4 separate regions of the Zea mays genome follow, and all the other regions are linked to region 1. The links are chromatin contacts, called in public Hi-C maps. All regions are on one chromosome and are shown on one strand. Each heading gives the region's core, a stretch centred on a gene start, on an enhancer-like site or on the middle of the called end of the contact. The rest is flanking DNA. Distances are from core to core; before and after follow the strand shown. Region 1 holds the start of LOC100193430 (Putative tRNA pseudouridine synthase). Region 2 holds the start of LOC100304322. Region 3 has its middle 5.3 kb from the start of LOC103644640. Region 4 holds the start of LOC100285514.

What was found. Hi-C and Micro-C count contacts between places; a contact is called where the count stands out from the background.
Region 2: a contact with region 1 is called in a Hi-C map of endosperm, with 2.4 times the contacts expected there. The contact joins the promoter of LOC100304322 here to the promoter of LOC100193430 in region 1. A contact is called at or near these places in 3 of 25 Hi-C or Micro-C datasets (bundle sheath, ear and endosperm).
Region 3: a contact with region 1 is called in a Hi-C map of tassel, with 1.7 times the contacts expected there. The contact joins the enhancer-like site here to the promoter of LOC100193430 in region 1.
Region 4: a contact with region 1 is called in a Hi-C map of bundle sheath, with 3 times the contacts expected there. The contact joins the promoter of LOC100285514 here to the promoter of LOC100193430 in region 1. A contact is called at or near these places in 4 of 25 Hi-C or Micro-C datasets (bundle sheath, ear, endosperm and 1 more).

What each region holds. Positions count from the first base shown.
Region 1 is chr1:56,686,949-56,690,074 of Zm-B73-REFERENCE-NAM-5.0, reverse strand. LOC100193430 (Putative tRNA pseudouridine synthase) reads right to left here and starts at 1,463. Exons shown (of 6, transcript NM_001138552.1): 1 at 1,163-1,463; 2 at 1,042-1,077. TRNAS-UGA (transfer RNA serine (anticodon UGA)) reads left to right here and starts at 2,438; the gene lies at 2,438-2,519.
Region 2 is chr1:56,187,526-56,190,651 of Zm-B73-REFERENCE-NAM-5.0, reverse strand. It overlaps LOC100304322, which reads right to left and starts at 1,656. Exons shown (of 3, transcript NM_001361410.1): 1 at 1,463-1,656; 2 at 1-1,381. The coding sequence starts at 1,196.
Region 3 is chr1:57,012,124-57,015,249 of Zm-B73-REFERENCE-NAM-5.0, reverse strand. No RefSeq gene overlaps it. Among protein-coding and RNA genes, the nearest start is that of LOC103644640, 5.3 kb to the right of the region's middle. Within about 2 kb of position 1,534, at least 20 of the 20 cell types and tissues checked have an H3K27ac peak or open chromatin away from gene starts, as enhancers often do. A contact at or near this core is called in tassel, where this site is marked.
Region 4 is chr1:56,425,548-56,428,673 of Zm-B73-REFERENCE-NAM-5.0, reverse strand. LOC100285514 reads left to right here and starts at 1,499. Exons shown (of 1, transcript NM_001158406.2): 1 at 1,499-2,685. The coding sequence starts at 1,687. The coding sequence ends at 2,526.

The DNA.
Region 1 (3,126 bases), core at 214-2,713:
TCCCATGAAACTCATTTCATCCCACGAAACTTTTATCACCTCTTTATGCTATGTCATGTCAGCTTATTTAATGCCCATAAAGCTCTAACAAAACTCCCATTGAGAGTGACCTAAGGCTGGCCTAAGGCATGAAACCTAAAATTCAGATACCAAGATGCACACACGGAACATTACTCTCATGTAGGATGATTTACTCCGTGGTGGGTGCCATGCCAAATTAGCCATGTTGTGCTTAATGCGTGGTTTCATGTGTAGGGTTGGATATCGAGCCAGCTCGGCTCGGTCGAGCTCGAGCTGGCTCGTTAAGATAACGAGCTGGCTCGACTTGGCTTGTTAAAGAACCGAACTAGAGAACCAGCTCAGCTCGGCTCGTTTGCGAGCTCAAGCTGGTTCGTTTAGCTCGCGAGTCACAACAAAAAAAAATATACACATGTATAAAACAATATAATCAATTACTAGTTAATTCTAGACCAATTAAACACTAGAAAAGTGTAATAATACTCACAATTTCACATACCATGACAATCCAACACCAAACAAACGAAGTTCATCACTTATTAGTTCATCCAACACAAGTGTGATCTTTGTTTGAATATTTTGCCCAACCCTATTCATACGCTTAATGACTTCAGATGACACATGTGCCTTATATAGTAGACTTTTTTTTCAAAACTCACATATGCCTTATGAAATGGACTGGAAAGAGTAATTAACAAAACAACCAGGAGAAACTATAGTACATAGAGCATACATGATTCAGTACCTATATTATAGAAATGTCATCTGTGTCATGTGTGTCAGTGTGTGACCTTTCACAATCATTATATAGGATTACAAAACATTGCGGTGAAAGTTTAAATCATTCGACAAGTGACCAAGCATTAGAGATCCAATGCACAGAACCACTAGCGGCAAAGCAATGCAACTAGCACGAAAAGAGTCATCTAGTACTACCAGGCAGCAACGGTGCAGTAAATTAAGCTACACTGAGCACACAAAATTAAGCATAAAGCCCAATCAAGTTAATTATTCAGAGCTTACTCGAATCCACGCCAAGCTCTTGCTGCTTTTGAAGCCCTGCCAAGCACATAGCAAAAGCATTACATCAAAGCTCCACGGCACCCATTTCCCGGGGGCAAATTAAATAGTCGACGAGCAAAACCTCGGTAATCAGTGCCGACGTAGCCGATGCGGAGCACCACCCTCTTCTTGCGCGCTGACTCCCACCTCATCCCGCCGCCTCCATCGTTGGCGGACGTGACAGGCGGAGACAGGGACGGCGTTGGTTTGAGTCTGGCGGATGCGGAGGAGGAATAGCAGAGAGTTGTACGCGGAATGCTAGGGACCGCGCGCTTCGCGAGGAATGCAGAGGATATAGACCTCCGGAGAAGACACGAAGCCGACGCCGTGGCGGCGGCGGCGGTGGCGGCGGCCATCGTCGAGGGAGGCGATGTGAGGAAGAGTGGCCCACGTAGAAGGTCCGTTAATTGCAGTGGCAGATAAGACCGAATATCGTGACGGGCTTTATCTTTTGGGCTTTGTATAGTTGGGCCTGTAAGGCTATGACCCGCAACCGTGAAATGCTCTATTCGCGATATGACATCGAAAATTATATAAAATCTTTGTATGCCACTGGATCTACATATCATACATATAAAAAATATCACCTAAATGTCATAATGGCATATAAGGGATGGGTATAAAATCCAATGGCATGGCTCTTTCAACATTAGACTAGTTTGCTAGTCATATGGGTTTTCAGAAGCATCGTCATGGATATATGAACTTACGTTTAATTACTTTTGTACTAGTTATTTTTATGCTTTCTAAAAAGGTGATAACATGCTAACATAAAAAATTGTCCTCTATAGTTGAATGTAATCCAACCTAGGGTTAGTGCGCCCTATGCCCCTATTCCGTGAAAATGTGGTGAATCTGATAGACAAGATTTGATGTTAGCTCCCTAATTCTTTTGGGGCAATTACGTCAATGACCCTATTTTAGGTGTAACTACAAATTTGCCCTTAGTTTTTAAACTTTGTGTGTTTTCCTCTGTTTTTTAAAATGAAACTGTTGTATATGCTCCTAGTCTGTTAATTGTACTGAAGGAGTGAAGGGTGTGAAGTACGTTGCACGGTGTAATATGAAATTTGGGCTTCTCTTGAACCATGTAGCTTTGTTTACACTGTCAAGGTGAGTGCCGTCGTGACACTGACAAGGCAACGTTGGTAGACAAGCAGATCAAAGCGCTAAAGATACCATAAACATGGACGAACAAACAAGGCTTTATGATGATTTGACAACACAAGGGATCAGGTTGAAGCAGCTGCAGCCATAAAAGTACAAGGGATCAGGCTGAAGGTCTAACGTAATCAACTAATTGAAAGTGTTCGAATAAAACATAACACGATGTATATTCAATCATTTTTCACCAATCGTCGATATGTCCGAGTGGTTAAGGAGACAGACTTGAAATCTGTTGGGCTACGCCCGCGCAGGTTCGAACCCTGCTGTCGACGTTTTTTTTGAATTTTGCCCCAACTGTTTTTTTTCATCTCATTCTGTAAGATTCGATGCACGCCGTTGATACTTTCCGTTGTAAAAGAACTGTTGCTAGAATAGCTCCCGGCGAAGCAAAGGTAAGTTTAGAGCCCCAGTTGTATTTAGATTATTTCTGAGCTTAACTGATGTTCTTGTAGTAGTAAACGACGTGATCGTCAACACTATAGGTCACGTATGATGGTTTCGCAGGCAGTGCTTGGATAGGCTTATGATCATTGATCCTGAGCCTATCTGTTCGAAATCGGACTAGCGCTTGGCCCAGACAGCTAGCTCCCGTTGTGGAGCCAACCAAACAGACCGCATGCTCTTAACTGCAGCCGAATAAGCCCGATCAATCAGGTTGATCCTTGACCACTCAAGCTTCGGCTGTTTGCCTTCTTCGGTGTCCTAGAGAAGATTCGGGGATTCCAAGGCTCAAAGAGCTGAATCAGGAAAGATCTAGATGAGTCTAGAGTGTTCTATACAATCAAGGACAGTTCTAAAACCCTAGTCTAAAAATCAGGCTTCAATGCGTTTAATTGATAAAGCTTTTGACAACTATATAGCTTTATGATTGTGAACATC
Region 2 (3,126 bases), core at 407-2,906, 500 kb after region 1:
GAGAAGGCATTGTTTGACAAGTCCACTCCTTGAAGCACTGAAGAAGCATTTGCAGGCACTTTTAGGTCCCCGCTCAATGTGTTCTGCGACACCGACACCCATTGCACACTGGAACTGAGAACCCAGGTAGGCAGTGCACCCGTAAGAGAATTCCAGCTGACATCAACATGCATCAGGCTCTTGCATCCACCAATTGATTCAGGTAAGGCTCCGGTGAACCCATTCCCTGACAACCTCAGCTCCCTCAGTGACATCAACTCACCAATAGACCCAGGGATCTCGCCAGACAACCTGTTCCCCGACAAATCCAGCATTTCCAGGCTTGTCATTTCTCCAAACCATGTCGGGACACTCCCAGTGAACTCATTTGAGCTCAAATCAAGGTATGTGCAGGTGGAGAGCCTCCTCAGGGACTCAGGTAAGTTGCCGGACAGCGAGTTGGACCCAAGATCCACTGACCTGAGCAGCGGGCAGTCCCCAATGTCGTCCGGGAGGCTACCAGTGAGACGGTTGCCTCGCAGATTAAGCTCCCGAAGGTTAAACATCCTGCTGACACCGATCGGGAGGTCGCCGGTGACGGCATTGCCCGAGATGTCCAGCGTGCGCAGCGCGTTGAGGGACCAAATGTCGCTGGGCAGCGCGCCGTCCAGGCGGTTGGAGGAGAGGTTGAGCGACGCGAGCGTGGCGCACGCGGCGACGTCCCGCGGGATGCCGCCGGAGAAGGCGTTGTTGGCGAGCGAGACGTCGCGGAGGGAGCGGCACCGGCCGAAGAGCCCCTCCGGGACGGCGCCGGCGAATGCGTTGGCGCTGAGGTCCAGCGTCTGGAGCGCCGGGAGGCGGGCGAGGTCGGCGGGGACGTCGCCGGAGAGGTTGTTGCGGGCGAGGGAGAGCGACTGGAGCGCCTCGAGGCGGAGGAGGCCCCGGCCGAGCTTGCCGGAGAGGCCGAAGCCGGCGAGGGAGAGCGCGGAGACGCGGCCGGTGCGCGCGTCGCAGGTGACGCCGTCCCAGGCGCAGGGCCGCTCGTCGTCCTCGCTCCACGTCGCGAGGCGGCCGTCGGGGTCCGACACGTCGGCCTTGAACACGATCAGCCCCAGCACGTCGTCGCCCAGCCCCGCCCCCGCCACGCCGCCCTTGGCCTCCGCCGCCGCCGCGAGGGCGGCGAGGTGGGCGAGAACGAGCAGCGCGAGAGGCCGCATTGCTCGGCGAGACTTGGGCGAAGGACAAGGAGGCGGCGGCGCAATTAAACGCTCAGGGCTGATGCAGGAAGACGAACGAACCGGTGGGATGAACGGATGAGACTCCGCGGGTTTGGGCTCACTTAAATCTGTGCGTGACGACCTCGAAGCTTCAAATGGTTCTCTCTCTTCCTTCCTGCGTAGTACTGAAGATACAAATGTGAGTGTACTGAGCTCTAGATATGGGCTCCAGGAACAACCTTGTGGTAGCAGATGTGGGTGAGTACCTGCCGAGCCAGGATGCACCCGTCTACGTCGCTGCCGCCGGTGCCGACTCGCCGGAAAACTTCATTGAAGAATGCAGGCAGGGAGAGGGGAGGAGGGGCGAGAGTGGGAGCCGGGAGGGACCGAGGGAGGCAGGGAGCAACGGAGAGTGGGCTGAGGCTGGACCGCTGCGAGGGAGAAAGAGCGAGGAGTGGAAGGGAGAAACAAAAAATAAAGATGTTCCAGGGTAGGGCCAGAGCTGATCGGACGGTGACGAACAGGTTCACCGCACGACCGAGGGATGGGATGGGATGGGATGGGCCGCGAGGGATGGTTGGTGGCTCCGGGATGGGCCATTGGGCCGTGTGCATGGACCGGGGCCGAGGGAGTGCCCCGTGCCGTGCGTTGGGTTCCTCCTCGAAACTCGCGTGGGGCCGCGTGGTTCGAGGCCGCAGAGCGCACGGGACCGGTCCGGGCCGGGCGAGTCAGCGAGTAGAAGTAGGACCGGGCGACCGGCGCGGCTAGACTCGTCGGTGCTTTTGAGGCAGGTGCGCCTGCGCGCCCATGCGCTGCGTCGGGTTTGCGAGTCTTCCTTCTTCCATGGCCGCAGGATCAGGACAATAGAGGCGACTATTTTTTTCTACGAATACAGAACCGATTAATTTACGACGATGCTAAAACTACCTAGAATTTTTAAAGTGTCTCTTATGACAGTCCATTTACTTGAAACACAAAAGGGTTTGTAATAATACTATAATAATTGACGATTCAATATATTTTGGGGTGGGCAAAAAACACCAAACACCAAAAACCATACCGAACCAAACACCATACACCAAAATTTACGGTTTATTCGGTTTTTGTATTTGGTGCGGTATGGATTTTAGCTCTATTTGGTATTTGGTATGGTTTTCAATATTTAGACACCAAAAATACCAAAATACCGAAACGTAGCAAAACAACGTCTTAAACCTTAGACTCATATCATTATAATTTTTAAGAACTAGTATGTGTTAGTTGCTCTTATTCAACACTAATTTGTTTATGCAATTTTATTAAGTACTAGTTGATGAATTATCAGTATGTTCTTTATGTGATTTTACGTTTGCAGTTTCAAACTGCTAGTTGTTTGATGATTGTAAAAATACCAAACACCGAACTGAACATCAAATTCTGCGGTTTTTTTTTCATTTGTGAACAAAAAGTTTGGTTTTCATTTTCCAAGCACCAAACTTTTTTGACACCAGATAAAGCGCACCGAATAAACCAATAGAACGGAATGCCCGTCCCTGTTATTTCTGGAACGAGGCAGAACAAAGTGGTTAGCGTGACCACAAAGCTTTGGCTTTGGCTTTGGCTTTGAATGACTGGTGCAGTGCAGACCATGCTATTTGCAAGCGCACTCCCAGATTTTACTATACTCCACTCCACTCCACATTAGTCACGGGAACTAGTCTCTTTTAAAAGTTGAAAGAACTGTGCATGCACGGGTTTGCACGATGAACACGTACCGGCGTACACCGCTGGCCTTATTTAGATAAAGAGGGATTAAAGTGGATTGAAGTGTATTTTAAGGATTGAAAGGAAATTTAGTTCATATTACATTTCAATACATCATATACCACCTTAATCCACTTCAATGTCTCTTTTTCTAAACAACGTCTGAACTGGGCGCGCCAGCCGTTCA
Region 3 (3,126 bases), core at 285-2,784, 330 kb before region 1:
GGAATATTGGTATAACTGCAGTTGGCATTCGTCCTTGGGTTTCTCCCCATTTGAGGTACTGTATGGGTATACTCCTAAACACTTTGGTGTGGATGCCAATGCTGCATGTCCTGTTCCATCTCTGGCTCAATGGATGCAAGATAAAACAGTGATGTCTGAGCTGGTCCAACAACATTTATCCAGAGCTCAGCTGAGGATGAAGAAACAAGCTGATCAAGGGCGTTCTGAAAGGTCGTTTGCTGTGGGGGACCAAGTCTTTCTGAAGCTCCAACCGTATGTGCAATCCTCTTTGGCTCCCCGCGCGAACCAAAAGCTGGCTTTTAAATATTTCGGCCCTTTTTCCATAGTGGCTAAAGTGGGAACTGTTGCTTACCGTTTGCAACTGCCAGCTTCATCTTCCATTCATCCTGTTTTTCATGTATCTCAGCTGAAAAAAGCAGTGGGTCCGGCAGTGCAGGTATCTCAGCTACCGGGAGAGATGGTTGACATTCAGGTTCCCGAAGCCATACTGCAACGCCGGCTGGATTCTGAAGGTAAATCACAAGTGCTGGTGAAGTGGTCGGCCATGCCAGAATCCTTAGCTACATGGGAGGATGCTATTGCCCTGCGACATAACTTTCCATTTGCACCTGCTTGGGGACAAGCAGTGTCTCTTCCAGGGGGGAATGTGAGGATGGATGCACCAAAGCAAGGAGATAAAAGAGCTCGGGTTCCTGCTGATGTGGAAACTAGAAGGGGAACAAGAGCGAGGAAGGCAAGCGTGAAGGTGTTTGGGCCGGATTGGCGTGTGTAAGACGCTGTGCGTCTGGTGGGCCGAATGTGGCCGGAATGTGTGAACGTGTGCTCTAAGTTGGGGTAACGCTGGAGGTTATAGGGGAGTAGCTGGTAAAGGAGAGAAATCAGAAAAAGCATAACAAACTCATTCTGTACCAACTCTCCAGTTCTATACGACAGCTTCTCCTTCTCCTCCTATCTTCCTACTGGTCTTCCTTTACCTGCAAATTCTGCTAACACGCGCATAGGGACGTCCCTGTGGCCGCCATATAAGGGAAGGGGGCGCCGCGCGGCTACCGCTGCGGGCAGCCTAAGCCACGTCGAGACCACCACCACGCCAGGCCGTGTGAGGAAGGATTTCCGTCGTCGCTATGGCAGAAGGAGGGAGCGAGAGAAGACCGCCGCCTCAGATGAACTCGAGTCCTCTTCGGCCGCTGGGAGTCCTGCTACCCCCACGCGCATCGGAGGAGCTTCGTCGCGGCCAATGGCAGCTGGAACTTCACCTCCTCTGCACCGTGCGTGCGCATCGCGTCGTGAAGCCGGGGGAGCGTCCGGGGTACCGATGTGTTGCGTTGGAGAACAGATAATATCACGGACCGCACTATGCTTTGTCCTCAGTCCTCACCATCACCTTCGGTGCTGGCCTGTGCGCGCCAGCCGCCGTCATCGTTGGCCGAACCATAGCTGGCCTAAGTATTGACGAATAGAATGGGAGGTAGGAAATCAGGTGTCTACCGTCGATCTGTGAATGGATGGTCGTGATTAAAATGAGGGATACCGGTTTGGGGGCATTGCCGCGCGCCGTTGGATTGGGATCGTGCACGCCAGGGTTCACCCAATCATTTAAAATCCTGAACGTTGATTGAGAATCGAGTGGCCGAGATCTCGTAGGATTCAATCTAATCTGTACCGTCAGGCATTATCCAATGCCTAGGGATAAAGGATACCCCTTCGCCGAGCCAGATTTGCAAAAGAGACCTTAGTGTTTTAGGCAATCAACCCGTCATCCCCCACCAGTTAGAAAACAATTAGAATCGAGTCCCGATATTTATGATTTGGACCCTAAACTTTCTGGTAATAACGCGCGCAACCCAGAGAACAAATAAATTGAATAAAATAGTATAGAAAATGATTTAGAGTATAGAAATAATTAGAGAATCTTGTTTAATTCGTAATTAATTCATTTTAACTCCTTTTTGATCCATTCCAGTTGCATTAAATTCATATTAATGTTGTTTATCATCTGGTAACCTTATTTTGTTATGAAACATAGGTTAAAATTATGCACTTAATTTGTTCTATATCTAACACTTAAACCTTTAGAAAATCATAACTATATAACCGTAACTTCGAATTTAGTGGTTCTCGAACCTATGATCTCGTAACGAAACATATAACATTATTATACAGTTTTTTCTTTTGTTTGGTGTGATGTTAATTTTGCCTATACCATGTTTGTTTGTATTGCTATGAGTAGGAGCGAGGTTACGAGTCACTTGAAGACCAAGTTGGTACCTGGGGATCTCAAGTTTAAGTCAAGTTGTGCCCTTGATCACTCTTCTTTACCTAATAATGTTTATGTTAATCACTGTGACATGCTCAGGTTAATTTGATGGGACCTAATAGGCTTCCCTAGCATTGTTCATCCCACACCTTGTTTGCCACTGAACTGTTGGGTAGTTTTGCTATTGCTCTACCTAGTTTTGGGAAATTAATGTTATATTATGATCATGTTATAGTCATGTTGTAGTTTTAATTATTGTTCATGACAAGATTATTATGTTAATTGGAACATGGAGCTTAACTTGAGATATCCGTGCTACCACAAGGGTGGAATGTGACACCCTTGACTGACTAATTAGGAAAGCTAGTGGAGGAATACCTTACCCAAAAGGAGCAAGAGCGATAGAGGAGCTACATATAGGAAAGTTCTCGGGTCGATCATGCTGCGATGGCTTTTCGGACAAGGGATTCCTATATTGCCCTTCTTAGGAACTGTAGCGGGTTTTCTGAAGCTAGTGGAACTTTGTAAAGGCCTCATAGTGGATCTCTAGCCATTCACCTCGGAAGTGTCTAAGGGCCTTGCAAACCATGGCTAGATGGGATACATGACTTGTGGGTAAAGGGTGCAACCTCTGTAGAGTGTAAAACTGGTATATTAGCCGTGCTCACGGTCAAGAGCGACTCATGACTCTCACATGATTAATTTATGGAATTAAACTTAATTTATCATATGCACTGCATCGCTGGTGTTATTATTAATTATGATATCATATTTAATTAGGTTGGTATCTACTTATACTTAGTAACTTCTAATCAAATTTTGACCAACTTTTAAAGCAATGCTCAGCT
Region 4 (3,126 bases), core at 250-2,749, 260 kb after region 1:
CCTGACATGCCAGAGGGTGCTGTACGGTGTCACCTCCATCGGTTCTTTCACATCTCACTCATGATCGTGGACCGTGGCTGGCTGGCTGTCTGGTTGGCCCATGCTTTCACTACCGCTAGTCGTAGACTTCTGTGAGGTGATCATTTTTGTTGTTGTTTTTGTAGACGACGAAACACCGCGTTCGCCTCCAAAGATCTGCGCTAATCGCCTACGGAGTACTTTCACATGTAATTCAATACCCAGGCAAAGTGCTAAAATCATAATTACAATATCAGAGAAAGGTATATAAACCCAAACACCATATTTTGCTCGTGCAGGAGAGGAGCGCGCAGACAAAAGGTCAGGTGATAGTAACAATTATCGTTGGGATATATTTCTTTATATATTTCATTTTCGTAAAGGGTGTTTTACTCTTTCGCGTGAAAGGTGATACTATACCACTCTAACCTTTTTTCGAATGATAGGCCCTATATATAAATGAAAAGACTGTAATGTAAAGGTGTGAGCGCTGCTGCCTGGCATGTAATGCACAGACAGAGGAGGCATGTGTTGGGGCGTGCGTTGTATGATTGCTTCGGATCAACATGGACCTGGTGTGGTGGCCGCTAACGACCGAATCTCTTGGCGTCTTTTTGATCGGTATCCAGATCGTCGGTGCAGGCGACGTTGCTTCAGTTAGGAGGCGTCCATGCTTCTGTCGATCGCGTGGGTAGCTTAGCTACGGCCAGCGGCCTAGTAGTACTGCCCACTGCTGCGCCATCAAGAGTCCCGAGCTTTCAGTTTCAGGTCCATTTCCACAAAATCCATGACTAGATTCTTCAGAGATTGAGCGCATTTTCTTTGCTCGGTGATCGGGGGCTCCAAACCGACCGTGAGCGCATTCTCTCTACCGACTGCTTCCATCACGCCAAAGATCCACCGGCACGACTGGCGTGATCGACCGGCCGTGGCAGGGGGCAGGGGCAGGGGCAGACACAGCTGCGTACGCGCGCACGGCCGGATGCGTGCCCCCCGCGATCGCCGATGCCGCCGCGCCGCGCTGTTCCTGCGTCAGCAGCTGCTTGCTGAGGCCGCCGCGCGTGCCGTGCGCCGACCGGCCATCTTCGCGGCGCTGCGGCGGCTCAAGTATCGGGCCTGCAATGCATGCACGAGCGCCCGCCACACACAGCGGCAGGCCTGGCCCACTGCGGGAGACCAAACTTTCGGTGGGGCGCATCAGCAGCTCGCGTACAGATTGTGAAATCATGCGCGCGTGTGTGTGTCCTCTGTCCTGGTCCTCCTGGACCGCGTAGTTTTGACCTTCTTGTCCACCACCGCCGCGTACCAGAATCGACACATGCTGCGACAGTGCGTCCTGGCCTCTCTGCTGTACACTTTACACTATCATTTTTTTTTCTTTTTTTCTTTTGTATTCTACGAGTAATAACAACAAGAATGTTTGGAAACATTTCCGATCTCCCCATTACATATAACTTTGATCACGCGAGTGCTGCTCCCAATTCCCAAGGCCTGCACCATCTAGCAGGCCGTCAAGCCAGCCAGTTCCACACTTCCACTTCCACAGGCGCGCAGCCGGCCGCTCACGTAACGCCAACTCCCCTGTCTCCGCGCGGCTGCAGCCGACGCCGGCCTCTCTGTCCCCGTGTGTCCTGCTGCCTATCTTCGCTCCACGTCCACGGTGACACCATGCCGGCGCCCAAGTGGTTCCAGAAGCTCCGGGGGAGGAGGAGCAAGGGCAAGCAGCAAGGCCCGTGCGCCAGAGGCCTCGCCGCCGAGGACGCGCCGGCGCAGGGCCAGCGCCCGTCGTCGCTGCCAGCGCCCTGCGCCGTGTCCCCCAACCGGGCGTCCTACTACTTCGCCAGCGCGGACCGCGCGCGCCAGGACAGGGACCTCCCCTGCGCCGCCGACGCGGCGGCGGCCCTGCTGGACGTCCGCGTCGACGTGGTGCACCGCCGCGCGGGCGACCGGCGGCTCGGCGGCCTCGACGCGCCGCCCGGGACGCCCGAGCTCCAGCTGCGGCCCATCGTCACGAGGCCCCCCGTCGACGACGCCTCGGCCAGCGGTGGCGTCAGCAGCGCCAGCGCCACCACGTCGGCAGCCACCACGCCGTCCACCAGGGCGCGCAGGTTCCACGTGAGCTCGCCTATGGCCAGGCGCCGGCGCCGGCGCCGGTGCGACCACGACAGCGTCGCGATCAAGAAGGGGAAAGCGGCGGCCGCGGAGGAGGAGGAGGAGGAGGGGGAGGTGTCGCCGGTGCCGTCCCTGCGCGCGCCCACGCGGCGGCGAAGGCGGCGGTGGCTGTACGAGAGCCTGGTGGTGGTGAAGACGTCGTCGGACCCGGAGCGGGAGCTGGCGGAGAGCATGTCCGAGATGGTGGTGGCCAACGGCATCCGCTCGTCCGAGGACCTGGAGGAGCTCCTCGCGTGCTACCTCGCGCTCAACGCCGCCGAGCACCACCGCGCCGTCGTCGCCGCGTTCCGCCGCATCTGGCTCCTCCTCGACAAGCACAGGCTGCTGCTCATCTAGGCACATCGTGCAGCAGCCGCGCACCTCGCCAGCTGACGGCGCAGCTACCGTAGCGTAAACAGTGCTATCGTGTGAGCTGTGACGACGAACATGCTGCACGCCATGCCATGCCATGCCTGCATGCATCTTGCCGTGTTTATAATCGACACCTATTTTAGTTGAGTTGGTTGGTTCATCTTGATTGCACATTCGTGCCGCAATCGCGTTGCGACGGAGCTCTCATCTCTCTTGGTTGGATTGGATCACGCAAAGCTGACAGCATTTCTTGCTCGCTGTACGTGTGTCGGCACGCAACGCAAGGTTGAAGAAGAATGGAAGCACGCGCACAGTGCAGAGGAAGCGATGCGCGCGCTCCACAGGCCACACACAGCCCCCACTTTGGTTCCCAAAAACGAAAAGCGAGCGGAATCGTGTGCCTTTACAGCTCGATGCAGCAGAGGATCAATGCGAACCGAGCTGTTGATCACCGATCCTTCCTGTGGAATTTCGCTCTCACCATCGGCCAGCCCTAGCTAGAGATGGCCAAACGGGCCGCCCGGCCCGGCCCGGCCCGGGCCCGGTGAAGCCCGGCTAAAAACCGGGCCGGGCCTGCTGTGCCAG